Regions from separate parts of the Mus musculus genome. Here regions 1 and 3 are each linked to region 2. The links are chromatin contacts, called in public promoter capture Hi-C maps. All regions are on one chromosome and are shown on one strand. The core of a region is the stretch at or near the end of the contact, and the rest is flanking DNA. Distances in the headings are between cores, read along the strand shown.

Evidence for each region. Promoter capture Hi-C pulls out the DNA fragments that hold promoters and counts their contacts.
Region 1: a contact with region 2 is called in a promoter capture Hi-C map of stem cell-derived epiblast-like cells, with 6 times the contacts expected there. The contact joins the promoter of Adam3 here to the promoter of Tcim in region 2. A contact is called at or near these places in 3 of 39 promoter capture datasets (embryonic stem cells, hippocampal neurons and stem cell-derived epiblast-like cells) and 1 of 115 datasets of contacts at active chromatin or transcription factors (embryonic stem cells).
Region 3: a contact with region 2 is called in a promoter capture Hi-C map of embryonic stem cells, with 7 times the contacts expected there. The contact joins the promoter of Adam32 here to the promoter of Tcim in region 2. A contact is called at or near these places in 6 of 39 promoter capture datasets (the 3T3-L1 cell line, embryonic stem cells, hippocampal neurons and 2 more) and 1 of 9 other capture datasets (embryonic stem cells).

Annotation. Positions count from the first base shown.
Region 1 is chr8:24,724,507-24,727,206 of GRCm38.p6, forward strand. Adam3 (a disintegrin and metallopeptidase domain 3 (cyritestin)) reads right to left here and starts at 1,346. Exons shown (of 22, transcript NM_009619.5): 1 at 1,193-1,346; 2 at 773-855. The coding sequence starts at 1,250. It also overlaps a transcript of Adam5 not described here.
Region 2 is chr8:24,437,651-24,440,350 of GRCm38.p6, forward strand. It overlaps Tcim (transcriptional and immune response regulator), which reads right to left and starts at 1,296. Exons shown (of 1, transcript NM_026931.3): 1 at 1-1,296. The coding sequence starts at 1,246. The coding sequence ends at 926.
Region 3 is chr8:24,947,489-24,950,188 of GRCm38.p6, forward strand. It overlaps Adam32 (a disintegrin and metallopeptidase domain 32), which reads right to left and starts at 1,316. Exons shown (of 22, transcript NM_153397.2): 1 at 1,232-1,316. The coding sequence starts at 1,307. Adam9 (a disintegrin and metallopeptidase domain 9 (meltrin gamma)) reads right to left here. Exons shown (of 22, transcript NM_001270996.1): 22 at 2,123-2,700.

The DNA.
Region 1 (2,700 bases), core at 96-2,595, 290 kb after region 2:
ACAAAAGCAGGGAGACTGTAAGCAGATGATTTAGGGCAGCATGAGACGATGATTGATGTCAGTGTGCTGACTTTTGTAGGAAACACTTGTCTGACTTGGGAAGAACTAAAAACATTCCGAACCACTTTGCGGACATCCTATGGAAATGGCTCTGAGAAAACTTGAGGCTCTCTGCTGGTCAGAAGTTTTATACACCTATGAGGTAACACTGTAGAAGAAGAAAGACAATATTGCCATATCGAGTCATTAAAAAAAATGTATGTGACTAAAAGTTCAGTTGGTTAAAATGAGTATCTCAGAACGTATGCAGATGGACACTTACTTTAATACGCATCTCTTTTTGGTCTTTAGAATGATTTTTATAATTTATGCTTTACTGTTCTGCTTTCCGAAGGATTTAAAACGCGTGCATTTATGGGCTTGGAGGGATTTATGGTACCAGTTTAAAAAATCATGATGCACCATAAATTTTAGTATAGTCTCGCCTATAAGAATATATAACTAGTGGCCGTGTAAGCTATGCATGGCAGTGTGGAGACCAGAAGCTAAAGCATTTGAGTCTTACATAAAACAGTTGGGCAATGTTCACACTCCTCTTGGGAAGTCCAAGAAAACCGAGACCTTTGCCCTGCCTCAGATCAACAATCTTTATCACACTAAATTAGGCATAAACAGAATTTCAAAATGGCTATGTAGGAATTCTTTGATGTGGACCAGAAGTAGAGTACAAATAAACACCCGTCATTTTCCAAATATCCGGTTTCTTAATTACTTGTGTCTCTGCCTCCTTGGCATCCTGGATGTTGGTGTCGATTTTCTCTGGTACTGTGATCTGCAGAAGTGGTGTTTCTACGTCTGCAGAGAGAGCGACAGTGAGTGCACCTGTCTTGGCTATGGTCCTCTAGCCAAGCAGAGAACACGTGGGACATACGGGCCTCTAGCTTTCTTCCTCCCTCCCCGTCTCCTCCCACTTTACAGATGTTCTCAGCAAAGGAGGGTCAACGATCTTTGGGCTGAATTCTCCCACTAGCAGGGAGAGATGGGCCGCTGAACCCCTGGACCCTGGAGCTGGGTGGGGCTCTGATGCACCTTCACTAGCCTGTTCTGAACTTCCAGGAGTAAAGACTGTGGAGCCAGCATGGCAGATGGCCTGTTGACAGGTGGTCCCCTGCCCAGCAGCGACTTTGCTTACCTTTGCCTGCAGCGATCACTTGGCCTAGGTATGAGAGGACTAGGAATAAGGGCAGCATGGTGTGGCTGCTGACTTTGCCACGGTGGTGTCAGTTGATGCAACGGCAGCAGCTCGTGGCCCCTGCGCCTGAGCTCTTCGGGAGCAGGAGAGACAGAACAGGAAGTACGAACAGGAAGGCCCACGGTGAGGGTGCCACAGCAGCTCTGTGACCAGAGCCCAGATGACTCAACCTTTTCCCTGCAGACGTCAGAGGATGCCTGAAGCTGCCCCACATGAACGCTGGACTCTGAAAGAGCTGCCAGCTCATGAGCCCTGTCACCAGCTACCTAGTCCCAGTTCTTTCTGCGCATGCTACGGCCTGTATGCCTTTACACACAATATTTACATGTAAAATAAAATGAATACCGTTCCCATTTTGTAAAAGAAAACAGAAACTAGACAATAAAAATTTTTAATTTTTCATGAGTGCTTCCTAAACATTGTAATGTTTTTGTCAAGAAATAGCTGTTGTAGCTAATGATGAACAACAATAAAAATTAAACCTCTCTTGTTTACTGAAGAATTTGCCCTGGTTTGTGTTGTGTCATATATTTATTTTAGTATTTCAATATTTCATAAGGCCAGATGTTTTTCATATACTGAAAAAAAATGACCTAATAACTGACAGCAAATTATAACGGCTTTCAATTGTGTGGCCACTTTTAGTGCATAACTTCCTAACTGGAGCCTTAAGACATTCTTAAAATTTTACATAGGTCACAAAAGTTATGGTAAGTGTTAGTCGTGATTTTATTATATTTCATGGAGGTTAGTATGTAGCCAAAATCAGAAACATGTGCTTATTGAGTAACATTATTATTGCTTTCACCTGATTAATGTAGATTATTCAAATAATTCAAATTTAACTCCACCTTTGAACTTCTGAAGGCCAACAAGCAATAGGCCTGGGTATCAAACATTATGGATACTGTATTTGTTTCTGAATGAGGTACAAACAGGAAGGCAGATGTAAGAGTTGTCATACATAGAAACTATAAATGAATCAATAGTAAGATGTACAAATTTCTGTGTGATTGTATTAAGATGCCCCCCACCCCCACATAGCTCAACAGAAAGGATGTTGTATTTATGGTGAAGAATAACTGGATTACTGAATGACTTCTTCCAAGGGTTTGACTAGGGCTACACAGGAATCTCAAGAAAAAATCTGTTACAATCTTGACAAGAGATCAGTCAAGAAGACTGGTCCATTTAGGAGAACTCCACATAAATCAGGCTACAGATGCCAACTCACGAGGAGAAAAGAAAATACTGAAAAATTCTTTTTATCTTTGAAAATAAAAGCTTCTGCAGAAAAAAAAAATCTCCCATTTATCCTCCTAAATCCCCTTCTTAATAAAACTTTTTATATTTATTAAATATGCACTCAAGTTTATGGCAGACTAAAGATAAATTCCATCCCTTTGTAGTCAAACAGGTGTAATCGATTTTATAGGTAGTCACCATAT
Region 2 (2,700 bases), core at 46-2,545:
TACAATGCATAATAAATAATTTTAAAAAACCCACAGCATCCTTCTAAAATCCCCCATATTCATTTCCTAATGCTTACTACAGTGTCTGGAGGACATTTAATTAGATTAGATTTTAGCATTAGTCAGAGAGTTTTAAAAAGCACATTCGAAAGTTGTTCACAGTCCTTCGGATTTATGAAGGGCCCCATTATTTCAGCTTTGTGCAAACCATTTTGAAGTGTGTACAAATCCTGTAGAAACATAGCCCATGCTGTGGGGTTTTACTGGGCTGGGCCAGGCATCCAGTTCTTTGACTTTAACAGCAGGGGGTGCACTGTCTTAGCCATTGTATTCAATGCAAGCAGACAATTACTGATCTCTAAAAATCTTGACCAATAAACAGCACGGAGATTTAGCCACATTTTTAAACATTCAGATTTAAAAAAAAAAACACACAAAACTTCAGTAAACCACTTATGCTTCATATTCCTTCTCTTCCCTCCCTCCCCACTTCAATATTTAAAAAAAGAAAAAAGGAAGAAAAGAAAAAAGAAAACAAAATAATAAACCGAACAACAAGAACAAAAACCAAGTTAGGTTTGAGTTTAGTCTTAGGGCCTTGCCAACGGCCCTGGGTGCGTGCACTCAGTCCCCACAAACGCAGTGTTCTGGTCAGTGCCTCCATCCTCTCAGGCTATGTCCTTTCCTGCTGTGAGAGTTCTCAACGCCTGCTGAAGGCACTTGGCTCCCAGTGGGACAGCTCAGGGCTGCAATGAGTTGCAAGTCTGTGTAGCTGGTGAGTTATGTATGTCCCTTTCCATCCTCGGGGTCCTGTCGGAGGAAGCTCTCAAGCCTTTTCGCGGGACACTGCCCGTGCCAGAGCTGGCAGGCTCACTGGGTCTTTAAAGGTCCATTGGTGGATACGCTCTTGCCCAGCCTGCTGTGCTCAGTGTACCTTGATGGAATATTTCCGCAGTTTGAGAAACTGAAGAAGCTTGTCTTTTGTCCTCTTCTTCAGGGCCATGAGGGCTCGAGTTTTCTCCTCCAAATCTTGGTCGATGGCAAAAATGATCTTGGCCCGCTCCTCTGCCTTCTTGTCTCCGGAGTTCCTGAAGAGCCTCTGCAGGGACTCCTGGTCTATGTTCTCAAAGATGTTGCCCACAGCTTTCTTGCGAGCGGCTGTGTCGAAGTGGTAGCCGTGGATGGACGGGCTTACTCGAAGAGACGAGGACATGCTGGTGGCTTGATGGCTTGGCTTGGCTTTCATCGATGTGGGTCTTCCACGGCTCAGCTTGGGCACTTCCAGGGGAGTCTGTTGTAAAAATCGTCCCAGGACGGCTATTTAAAGGGTGAACAAAGCTCGGGACTCAAATTACACTGGTGACGTCACATTGATCCCAGGGAGGAAAAAACCACAGAACATTAACAGTTGCCTTGCCAAAGATCTGGCTCCGGATGCTAGAATGCATTTCAAAGCTTGTTTAGAGATAGCTGGCTACAAGCTTGCCTCTTTACACCTCAGACGGCATTGTGCCTTACAAACTGGCTCTTCCTTCCAGAAGCCGAAATCAGGAGAGAGAGAGAAAAGAAAAGGCTCCAAATCTTTGCCTACGATTGAAACAAGGAGTTCTGCCAAGCTCAACAGAGTTTCAATTAGTACAAAAGTTTTAAAGTGTGGGCCAGACCCTGGCAGCCTAGGTCTGTGTGCCTTTTGCCTGTCCCTATCAGGGTGAGGGTGAGGAAGTCAGAAGAAAAAAAAAAATGCTTGGGAGGACAGGAAGTCTGACTCTGGAGCTAAAGTTTACTGACATGGCTCAGCCCGAAAGCACAAATCTCAAACTGTACCTGAGTGCTGTATGTAATTTCTGCTGGGAACTGCAATTTAAACAGTAATAGCGGCAGATGGTAGCTCCCCAGCTTGTGTAAGTATTGACAGCAACAACTATTCAAAAGCAAGGAGCAAAGGTTAATGGTGGTGCTGTGGGTACTTAATGCCCACAAGGAATGAGCTGATCTTTTGTTTTGAGGGCTACTTTGGAGTCACTCAGCATTATCAGAATGCTGCTATCTTCATTACACGCTTTTAATCTATTACTTTTGCTATCCACAAGACTCAGATACGTACAGCTGTTCTATGCTAAATGTCACCTTCCTCTGACCTAGAGATTCCTCTTTATGATTCAAATCTCTACTCTCCTTTCTGGTCCTCCAAGAAACTAGAATGGACTTTTAATGTTATTTCACTTATAGTCAAGAAAATCACACACCTATAACCCCATCTGTCTTAGAAGGCTGAGGCAGGCTAGCAAGCTGCAGGACAGACTGAACTACACAGGAATGAATGCCCTGTCTCAGAATTAAATTAAATGAATAAAATAGAAATAAAATCATTTATTTTACCTTAATAAAGTTTATGTCTCACTAGGAGAAAGGAGTGAGACATTTTTGCATATGTCAAAACCTTTTGCATTTTTCAAAACCTTTTGTTTTGAAGGCTACTTTGGAATCACTCAGCATAATCAGAATGATGCTATCTTCAACTTTTAATTTATTACTTGAAGATATGACTATTATGTGAAATTACAGTGTCTTCCTATTACCTGAAAGAAATGTTCACTGTGGATAAGTATGCGCCAGAGTTGCTCAAGCACATAACGGGCAGGGAACTTCTACAAAATCCCAGGAGATGTCCAAGCCAGAGGGCCCCAGCTCAACTGTCAC
Region 3 (2,700 bases), core at 66-2,565, 510 kb after region 2:
ATATCCAATTGAATTTCATGAAGTTTGCTGGTATATACATATCTATATCTATGTAGATATAGATATAGATATCGAGAGAGAGATTTAGTATATATTAAATAAAAAGGCAAGGGAGTTGGGGTGGACAGATTAGAGGGAGGAAATGGAAAAGAATTAGTGATATATTTTAATTAAAAATAAAGAATAGTAAAGCTTGCTGGTGTGTTTTTGTTTTGTTTTGTTTGTTGTTGTTTTGTTTTGTTTTTCGAGTCAGGGTTTCTCTGTATAGCCCTGGCTGTCCTGGAACTCACTTTGTAGACCAGGCAGACCTGGAACTCAGAAGTCCACCTGCCTCTGCCTCCCGAGTGCTGGGATTAAAGTCGTGCGCCACCACGCCCGGCGCTGGTGTGTTTCGGCGCTGGTATGTTTTTGAATTCTACGTTGCAACTATTCTTTTTCCGTTTGTCCAGTGTGAGTGTAGTAAGCAGAGAGCTCACAACTACTTGAAAAGGCTTCTAAAGTTCTCCTTCTTGCACTTCTACTCAAGCCTGCAGCACAAGACTGGAAGCAGTAGCTACACAACCTAGTTGTCCTTTATTGAAGCACAGGTTCAGGAGATCCACAAAATGCAAAGCGACGCCAACTTTCTACTCCCCCCCCCCCCCCAAGAACGGTTCTTAGTTTTGAAGCGTGTTAACACCTAAAGGATATGAGGCTGATATTTTAGATGTTGCTATACATTCTTTATTCTTTACTTCTAATAAACCAGGAAGAGAACACTCAGAGCCCCAACCATGCCTTCTTCACCTTTCAAAAGATGCATTCCACAGCTTCAACAAATTAGCAGACCTCAGAGCTAGAGGCAAGCGTTGGACTGGCACCTGCTGGACAGTTGGACTCACAACAGCTTGATCATTGCCTGTCAAGTAGCCGAGCCCTACTTGATTCCAAAACTTAAGCAAGATTCTGCCCCTTCCCAGCTTCCACGCACCGCTGCATTTTCTCTGAGCCTGGGGGTTTGTGGCTTAATGTCTTTTCTTTCCTATTTCTAGAAGAACTATTATTGCATGTACATCGTGTTAGTAAAGTTATCTTGTGGAAACTGGGTATTTGTTTTTTTAGTTTAAGTGGTTTCCAGAAGCTGTTGGGAAGTGTTCTTTTGGGGTCCATTTTTTGAGCTTTATGATGTGCACGACAGACCTACAAGAAAAGTGCCCCCAATCTCAGAGAACCCGCCTTGCGGAGCGCTCACCGGGTCCTGATGCCAGCAAGGCCCCCAGCTCGGCCAGCAGCAGCAGCAGCAGTGTGTGCAGCATGGCGCCCAGCATGGCGTCTCCTGGAGTACCTAGACAGTTGTAAAGCCGTTGCGCGGGGCTGTGGGGCACGTGCCAGGGGCCACCGTGGGCCACGTCCTTGGAGCGCCCTAACCCCCTACCCCGCCTCCATCCTCCCCCTCCACCACCTACCCCAGCTCTAACAGAGCCAGGCTGCTTCGCAATGAAACCCGCATGCGCAGTACTGGAGAGGCTGCGAGGGCGCTCAGGTCAAAAAAGTACACACATACGTTTATACTCTTTCTAAGGCTAAACTACGACTGCATTTTAAGATGCGTGGACAAATTTTTCAAGAAAGCCTAAACTGATTTTCTTCCTTGGGGTCTACATTTCCACAGGCACACTGCTCCCATGGACCGCCAGGCTTCCTTCCAACCTGGTTCTCCGTGGCACTTCAGTTAAAATTCATATACCTTCCTTTTTTAGGAGCTTACCAGAATGGTTAATTTATACAGCAATGGCAGATCCTTGACATAAGAACCTACATTTTAGCCTTTGTCCTAGCTGGAATGGCAGCGCCCTAGTCACATGCTTCTTAAGTCAAGAGTCCTGTCAGTAAACTACTTTCTCCTTAGTATTTCTGAGGGCTTGTGGCCTTCAACACCGCCATATTTCTCACTAGGGCTGGTTCACCAGTGTTAGTACACACCCAACTGCTAAAGTACTTGAGTATCCTGAAAAAAAAAAAAAAATGAACAGTCTATCTTTTAATGTGTTTTCCTTAAGTGCAGTCACATTTGCCAAAAGCCCTAACACTGAAATTAAGAAGAACCCAAATAGTTATGTATTTATAAAGAGGACGACAAAACAAGAATTTCAAGTATTTTATTTGTTGTAAATGTTTTTATTTTAATATGTATATATACACAAACAATATTATTTTAAAAAACTAATGAAATTCAGTTAATATACCTATTATTAAACTTCTTTATGAAAGATTATGAAAAAATTTAAATGTTTAAAATTTTAGTGTCAATATCATTCCTTTCAAAGTACAAATTCATTTTAATACAGCTGAGAGAGTAATCCCAGAGACCAGTATAATTCTGTAGTTATCTAAGGAAACCACTGCTTCCTTCCTTTCTCCAGCCTAATGTTTACGAAAATATTAGTCAAAAGAGACAGGACCCAGCACACCTTAGTAAATGTAAACATTCTAGAGGACTTCACATCAAGCTTTGAAATTCAGAGTTTAGAGTTAAAGTGCTCATGAATTCTCAAGTGGTTTGGTAACACCTCAACTGTTGGAAGTATTCTCCCTGCTCCTGTTCGATCGACACCTATCTGCTTGGGTATACTAAACACCTCGTACCATAGAGTGTGCACTTCAAACAAAACAACACTGCTGCAATGCTTTACCATGATGCATAAAGAAAATTGAGAGTTG